Linked DNA regions of Xenopus laevis: region 1 is linked to region 2. The links are chromatin contacts, called in public Hi-C maps. All regions are on one chromosome and are shown on one strand. The core of a region is the stretch at or near the end of the contact, and the rest is flanking DNA. Distances in the headings are between cores, read along the strand shown.

Region 1 (4,373 bases), core at 191-2,690, 120 kb after region 2:
TAAATAATGAAAACCAATTTAAATGTTGCTTACAATAGGTCATTCTATAACATGCGAAAAGTTACCTTAAAGGTGAACCAACCCTTTAAGAAATCCTCCGGCCCCAGACGCTCTCTTGCCAAACTTGCCCACGCAGCGGGGAACATGGGATATGGCTGGGCAGGTTGGCTAGCAGGTGGTGGGAGGACCCATTAGGTGCTCATCAGGCTCTTCCAAAAACTTTTTGCAGGGGAGCTCGGCAAGTTCGTGATGTGCTGGCCGAAATAAACTCGAACCAAACCCACACCTGCCCAAACCGTGCCCGTCTGCACCCAGCTTCCGCCCTCCATATATATACCTGGATCTACCCACCCTGCCGATGATGTTACAAAAGGTGTGGGGCATGTATGCGCCTATAAAACAGGCAGGCAGTGTAAGGGTGGGTAGAGCAGGCTGAAGAGCTCAATCCTCCTGCAACCCACAAATGGCACAGTGAGGTCAATCTGCACATAACAACGGCAAGTCATTGCTACACCACTGTGTTTAAGTCTCCCGTTTGTGATTCTACCCCCTTTATTACTGCCAGGGCTGGGCCAAGCCAACTGGTGCCCTAGGCAACAAGGTCAGCTAACCCCGCCCCCCACTCATGCACACACGAAAGCACTCATGTGCCATAACAGAGGGGAGGGCAACGAAGAGAAGAGTAAGGGCAGGGGAGGAAGGTAGGGTACAGACATACCGCCCAACATTTTGGAAGTAAAAAGAGGGACAACATTTTTTTTTTTCGCATATAGCGCAGCGGAATTTTTTGAGCACGCCCCTTTTTGTGGCCACATCCCCTACTTACCTTGTTCGTTTTACAAAATTTGGCAGGTTATGAAAGTTTGAAAATATTTCTCCTAATCTAAACTATTTTTTTTTTGTGTCTCAAAATTGTTACAAAGTATCTTATTTGCACCTGTTAGGTGTTCTGTGCACAAAGCCAATTAAGTGAGAAACTTTGTTTCTTTTTCTGGCTGTAGAGAAAATAGGGACTTTCCAGTACAAATGAGGGACTGCGGGATGAGCTGTCAAAAGAGGGACTGTCCCTCCAAAAAAGGGACAGTTGGGAGGTATGTAAAGGGGAGAGGGAAGGAGGTAGAAGCGAACAACAGAGGAGGGAGGCGAGAGCTACAGAGAGGAGTGAATCCAGACTAGGGATAGGCAGAAGAATCTTGGAATAGTCACCTGCCCAGCGCCCCCACATCTAGGCTGGTGCCTCTTCTATCCCCCTAGTTCTGGCACTGATTCCTGCCTCTGTAAGAAACATTGCCATCATACCAATATCAGGGATATTTTGAGGCACCCCTATCCACTGGCGGGACACCGGGAAAAATCCCAGTGGGCCCCCGTCTCTTGGGGGCTCCGCCAGCCCAGATCCGCACCCTGGGCCTCTTCTTCTCTTCCTGTAGCCACCAGCCAGTTGCGGCAAAAACACAGTGCAAACGTTAGTGAGGTGGGGGGTGTAGGAGGGCGCTGAGGAAGCAGCCCCGGGCCCCCCCAGTCTGACCTTATCTAGGGGGCAGCCCCACATTTTGGGGTCTAAGCTTGGTAAGAGACTTTGGTGGTCCTGGGGGTGCTTGAGCTATCGCTAAATCAATGTGCATTGCTCCCCATTCATCGTCTCCTCTAAATGATTCCGCTTTTGCTGCACTTGCTACATCTGTATTGACTGTATTGTTCCGCACGCCCACGCACAAGCAGCACACGCATGTGATCTTATCCTGCACACGCATTCTTTCACCCTGGGCACGTGTCTATTCCTGCCTAATAGATCCTGCAATTCCTGCAGCATTCACAGCAAATACAAAACAGGAAAACATTCCTTGGCTGTTGTAGTCTGGCACCAACGGAAATCACAGCCGTCAGTAATGGGTTCAACAGATGAGCCGCTGACTGCAATTGTGTCCATACATTGTGCCTATGGGGGGTTATTCTAAGAACTACTAGATGAATGTATTATTCTTTTCTATTGTAACGAAGAAACCATAGCCAGGGTTAGACACAAACACAGGAAGAATACAAGCCTTAAGCAGGACAGATGTGGCCTTCCAAGAAGTTTTTCGGGGCCCAATCAGCCTAAAATTACTCTGTTTTGTAGGTGGAGGGCACTGAATTAATGCTTTCACCCATGTAGAACATGGGCTCATTTTGTGTTGCCTTTGTGTAGGTATTTATCACTCACAATTTCTCTTTGGAGAAAGATCTGCCTGTTTAGTGCTTTCACCAAATGAATTAATCTTTATATGTATAGCCAGTCTGATCCTTCCAGTTGTGGTTCTTCACAACAATGGGAATGGATAGGATCTGGATATGTATTAGGCCTGAAAGTATAGATTAAGTATAGTGTTTGTTGTCATTGATAAATCAGCGGATACGGTTTTCCCACATACCTGGACCAGATGATATCCATAGTACAGGTATAGTAAGGAGAGATGGTGTCTATAGTAACAGTGGGGATAATAGTCTCTGGGAAGGGAGTGTGACTGTGGGATAACAGGTATAGTAGGGAGAGATGGTGCCTATAGTAACAGTGGATAATAGTCTCTGGGAAGGGAGTGTGACTGTGGGATAGCAGGTATAGTAGGGAGAGATGGTGCCTATAGTAACAGTGGGATAATAGTCTCTGGGAAGGGAGTGTGACTGTGGGATAGAAGGTATAGTAGGGAGAGATGGTGCCTATAGTAACAGTGGGATAATAGTCTCTGGGAAGGGAGTGTGACTGTGGGATTGCAGGTATAGTAGGGAGAGATGGTGCCTATAGTAATAGTAACAGTGGGATAATAGTCTCTGGGAAGGGAGTGTGACTGTGGGATAGCAGGTATAGTAGGGAGAGATGGTGCCTATAGTAATAGTAACAGTGGGATAATAGTCTCTGGGAAGGGAGTGTGACTGTGGGATAGCAGGTATAGTAGGGAGAGATGGTGCCTATAGTAGCAGTGGGATAATAGTCTCTGGGAAGGGAGTGTGACTGTGAGATAGCAGGTATAGTAGGGAGAGATGGTGCCTATTGTAACAGTGGGATAATATTCTCTGGGAAGGGAGTGTGACTGTGGGATAGCAGGTATAGTAGTGAGAGATGGTGCCTATAGTAACAGTGGGATAATAGTCTCTGGGAAGGGAGTGTGACTGTGGGATAGCAGGTATAGTAGGGAGAGATGGTGCCTATAGTAACAGTGGATAATAGTCTCTGGGAAGGGAGTGTGACTGTGGCATAGCAGGTATAGTAGGGAGAGATGGTGCCTATAGTAACAGTGGGATAATAGTCTCTGGGAAGGGAGTGTGACTGTGGGATAGCAGGTATAGTAGGGAGAGATGGTGCATATAGTAACAGTGGGATAACTATCCTGTGTGTAGATCAATATAGTTTGTGCAGAGCAGTATACAGATCATTGCTATACAGGGTTTGTGCTGGTGTTGAGCTGGAATGAGGAAGTGGGAAGCTCCTATGGCGGCTGCTTTCAGCAATATAAAGTATTTGTTAGTGCCTTGGCAAAGGAAATAATGTGCCACCCACAGATGGCAGTTGCATATAATGGCAGAGACTATTTGATTTTGCTCTCCCTGGGCCCAGGGGCCAATAAGCAGTGAGTGGAGGCAGTGTTCCCTCACGTTTCAGACAATGACTCATTAGGCGGCTCTAAGTGCTTCTTATAAATATCAGAGGAACATTTATAACGCAACTCATGAATTGCAAGCGAATCACAGCCTCCATCTCTCCTGTTACATGGCCCTGTAATTTGCATTTTAAAGAGCTAAATAATTCCTTTCTGGGACTATTTTTAACACAAGTGACGCATGTCAAATGCTTGTGAGCTTCATGCTGCCTCCCTGCACCACAGCTCTCTGCACGTGACTCCTGAGTGATCCCCATGCATCTCAGGCACCTGCACCAGGGGTAACCTTTTGGCACATATTGTGGGCTAATTCTGCCGTCATTAATTCTACAAATAGCAAACACCTGTACATGAAGAATTTAAGCTTTCCATATGTGATTAATCAATGTGATTGCCACCATTTCCCATTATTCCCATATAACAAATGTTGGCTTTTTAAATGGTCCAGCCCCAAGGGTTACCTAGTAATTCTGGATCCTTAGCTTTTTCAGCTGTTGTAGGAAAGATGGATTGGAAACAATATTGTGCATTCTGTAGCCCTGTCGACCCTCCCTGATTTTGGGGACTGTTTATTGCCCCAACAGGGCAGTAGCAGTTTCCCAAATTAACTTCCTATGATTATGGGTCATCAACCTGGGTGCCATCACTATTTGCACATAAAGTGCACCTTAGTTGGAATCATTTCTAGAAAACTTATATAAGTATATATAAGGGATTCTTTCATGTGTCAAAATGCAT
Region 2 (3,863 bases), core at 664-3,163:
AATCCCTGATTTTCATTAAAGGCGAGTGTTAGAATTGATACAAGAGTTGCTGATATTCCCCCATGCGACTGCTGAGAAATGAATCAATTAAATGGAGCAACTTAATGGAGCAAATTGTAACGGTTGAGAATCTACTGGTAACTGTTGAAATTCAGCAGAAATTGTATAGTGGCCCTTTGCTCTGCAACACGTTGATCATTTGGTTCTCCTTGTCCAAAAAAGTCCCAGTGCCACCGCGTGTCTCATCCCCAGTGGAAGAGGGTGACATTGGGTTGTTAGGGGACGAATAAAACATTTTCTTCAGGAGAGTCTTGAACCACTTACTAATTGGCTGCCGTATTTATCATTTTGGGGAGACCTAACTCCCTAAATGCCTCAATATTCTCTACCTGCTCTCATGTGGATTATGCTAGTGTTCCCTCAAGCTGTCCGACATTTTTAAATGTTCTGCTTTGAGACACTTCCATCAGCTGGGGTCATTGATGCAGCGACATTAATGGGATTCTGTCATGATTTTTATGATGTCGTTTTTATTTCTAAATGACACTGTTCACACTGCAAATAATTCACTCTACGATATAAAATGTAATTTCTGAACCAACAAGGGTATTTTTTTTATTTATAATATTGGTGTGGAGGTGTCAAGTCCTTTTGCCTGGTCATGTGCTTTTAGAAAGAGCCAGTGCTGCACTATGGAACTGCTTTCTGACAGGCTATTGTTTCTCCTACTCAATGTAACTAAAGGAGTCGCAGTGGGACCTGGATTTTTACTATTGAGTGCTGTTCTTATATCTACCAGGGAACTGTTATCTGGTTACCTTCTCGTTGTTCTGCAGATGGGCTGCTGGGTGGGGGAGAGGGGGGTGATATCACTCCAACTTGCAGTGCAGCTAGGGTTGCCACCTTTTTTGGAAAAAAATACTGGCTTTCCTATATATTTATCTTTTTTCCCTATTAATAACATTGGGATCAACCGGCAAAATACCGGCCAGGTGGCAACCCTAAGTGCAGCAGTAAAGAGTGACAGAAGTTTATCAGAGCACAAGTCACATGACTGGGGGCAGCTGGGAAACTGACAATATGTGTAGCCCCATGACAGATTTCAAATTTAAATACAAAAAAAGCTGTTTGCTCTTTTAAGAAATGGATTTCAGAGCAATTTACATTCTAACCGGCAGGGAGGCAGTTTGGGGAGATTAGTCGCCCGAAGAAGAAGTGATTTGTCGATGGGCGAATAATCTCCCAAAATAACAGTGTGGGTCTCTGCCCTATGGGTCAGGGCACACAGGCAGATTCGGGGAGATTAGTTGTCCCAGCGACGAATCTCCTCTTCTTCGTGGGCAACTAATCTTCCCGTCGGCTAAAATATAAATCGCCGGCAGGATGGCACTCGAAGTGATTCATTCTCCGAAGTTTCCCTTCGGCCAACTAAGGAAAATGAATCGCTCCGAGTGCCATCCCGTCGGCGATTTACATTTTAGCCGGCGGGAAGGCAGGGTAGGCAGTTGGGGGAGATTAGTCGCCCTGAAGAAGAGAAGATCTGTCGCCGGGGTCTAATCTCCCCGAATCTGCCTGCGTGCCCTGACCCTAAAGCATAAACGAGTGGATTTAACAGACTTGTCTCGGCTGCAGGAGTGCTACATTGTTTCAAGAGTTAGAACCAGCAGTGCAGAAACACATATATCCTGCTTTTAAATGCAAATAAGTGTAATACTAGGACATATTTGCAGTTCACGTGTTCCTTAGACTGACACTGTCGTTATTTTTGGGGGTTACTCATCCTTTTAAAGGGAAGAACTGTCCCCCCTTGTGTTGCAAGTGGAAAAGCTCCGTGTCCCATGTGTAAGTGCGATCTGCTCGTGTGTCTTATCCTTCTCTCTCTCTCTCTCTCTCTCTCTGACGTCTTTTGTGCATTTCCTGCATGACAAGGAGAGGGGAGGAGAGCTGGGGTGTCGCTAATGAGCGGAGGAGGCAGTAGCAGCGGCGGTACGAGGCATCCAGCGGGGATCTACCCTGAACATCTGTTGCAGCAGCCCGAGTCGAGCGGTGCGGCCCCCGGGGCGTGTGTGCGGGAGGATCCTGGGCGCTGCTGCTGTTGTTGCTGCGGATGTGACCGATCGGACCGGCTGGGGGGGAGAAGCTTGTAGTGAGGGGGGTGCGGCTGCTCTTGAGCAGCATTTTGGCAGGAAAGCCCAGATTGCAGCAGCAGCAGCTCCTGCCCATGGATGAGCCCACACGGTAGGTAGGAGAGCAGAGCAGCCTGGCGGCGGGATTAGCGGTGGATTTGCACCCTCCCCCTCCTCTTATTTTGCCGTTACCAGCAGGAGCCCAATGAATTCAGCGGCTGCCGCAGCGCTGCGAGTGCAATAGGGGAGCGCATGGGCGCTAAATCCTAATATCCCCGCACTCTATAGGGACATGCAGAGGTGTCACTTGCACTGACTGAGCCGCATCTTGCCAACCACACGGCGCACCTATAGTTTTAGATGCTAATGCTCCTTTTTTTCTAGCCTTCCTCATCTTAATGCATAAGAATCGCCTACACTTGTCTGCCAGTCTGTGCCCTCATTGCCCACCCTAGTTACACCTCTGCTGGGAGCCACCCCACCCACAAGTACCTTGTCCCACCATGGTTGTGTTTAATGGCTTGCTGAAAATTCGGATTTGTGAGGCCACCAACCTGAAACCCACTGCTTGGTCCCTGAGACATGCCGTGGGCCCCCGACCCCAGACCTTCCTGCTGGACCCTTACATTGCTGTCAATGTGGACGACTCCAGGATAGGACAGACCTCCACCAAGCAAAAGACCAACAACCCCAGCTGGCACGATGACTTCTCTACGGACGTCTCCAACGGCAAGAAGATCGAGCTGGCGGTCTTCCACGATGCCCCCATAGGCTACGATGATTTTGTGGCCAACTGCACCATCCAATTTGAGGATCTACTGCAGAACGGGAGCCGACACTTCGAAGATTGGGTAAGACACTCACCTGAGATGCTTTACATATATCCATCTATAATGTCATTTGCTACACTCTATAGACCTGTTCTATAGCTGTTGCATGTAGTATTTCTATAGAGCAGTGATCCCCAACCAGTGGCTCGTGAGCAACATGTTGCTCTCCTACCCCTTGGATGTTGCTCCTAGTGGCCTCAAAGCAGGTGCTTATTTTTGAATTCCAGGCTTGTAGGCAAGTTTTGGTTAAATAAAACCAGATGTACTGCCAAATACATCCTTCTGTAGGCTGCCTATCCACAGAGGGGCTACCAAATAACAAATCACAGCTATTATTTGGCACCTCCAGGAACATTTTCGTCGTTGTGTTGCTCCCCCATCTCATTTTACATTTGAATGAGGCTCATGGGTAAAAATATGTTGGGGACCCCTGCTATAGAGTGTAGCATTTATAGAGCCTCGGGGCCCTGCAGCTGTTGGTTGATGCTCAAAGCAGCAGTTGGAGGGCCACAGGTAACAGGACATGTGAACATAAATAGGTTTGTTGAGTGAAATGGCATGTCTATCTGTATTATAAGGTTATGGCTCCATTAAAGAGACTTAATGACAGTGGTTAACAAATAAATGTGAAAATGGAATCCCTTCCCTGCAAATCTGGCACTTACCCCCTACTCTGCCTATTGTTGTACTACCGGAGCGTGGAGGAAATCCTCTAGTGAGGAATGACAGGGCTTTTCCTTCTACACACTCTGCTTGTGGGCTGGTGGCAAAGGGCACAGAATCCCCATGCCTTCTGCACTGCACTGCTTATTGGAGACAAGAGGTGTCTGCTTGTACATTTAGGGCCACAGATTAAGCAGAAATATAAGGAGCTGGTGCTGTGATTCCTGGCAGGGGCTTTGTAGGC

The links. Hi-C and Micro-C count contacts between places; a contact is called where the count stands out from the background.
Region 1: a contact with region 2 is called in a Hi-C map of the XL177 cell line, with 4 times the contacts expected there. The contact joins the enhancer-like site here to the promoter of LOC108717735 in region 2. A contact is called at or near these places in 2 of 4 Hi-C or Micro-C datasets (the XL177 cell line and the XTC cell line).

Annotation. Positions count from the first base shown.
Region 1 is chr5S:21,721,546-21,725,918 of Xenopus_laevis_v10.1, forward strand. All of the region lies in intron 3 of LOC108717735 (protein kinase C epsilon type), which reads left to right. Among protein-coding and RNA genes, the nearest start is that of epas1.S, 110 kb to the right of the region's middle. Within about 2 kb of position 1,441, at least 1 of the 7 cell types and tissues checked has an H3K27ac peak or open chromatin away from gene starts, as enhancers often do.
Region 2 is chr5S:21,597,486-21,601,348 of Xenopus_laevis_v10.1, forward strand. LOC108717735 (protein kinase C epsilon type) reads left to right here and starts at 1,914. Exons shown (of 15, transcript XM_041564283.1): 1 at 1,914-2,977. The coding sequence starts at 2,630.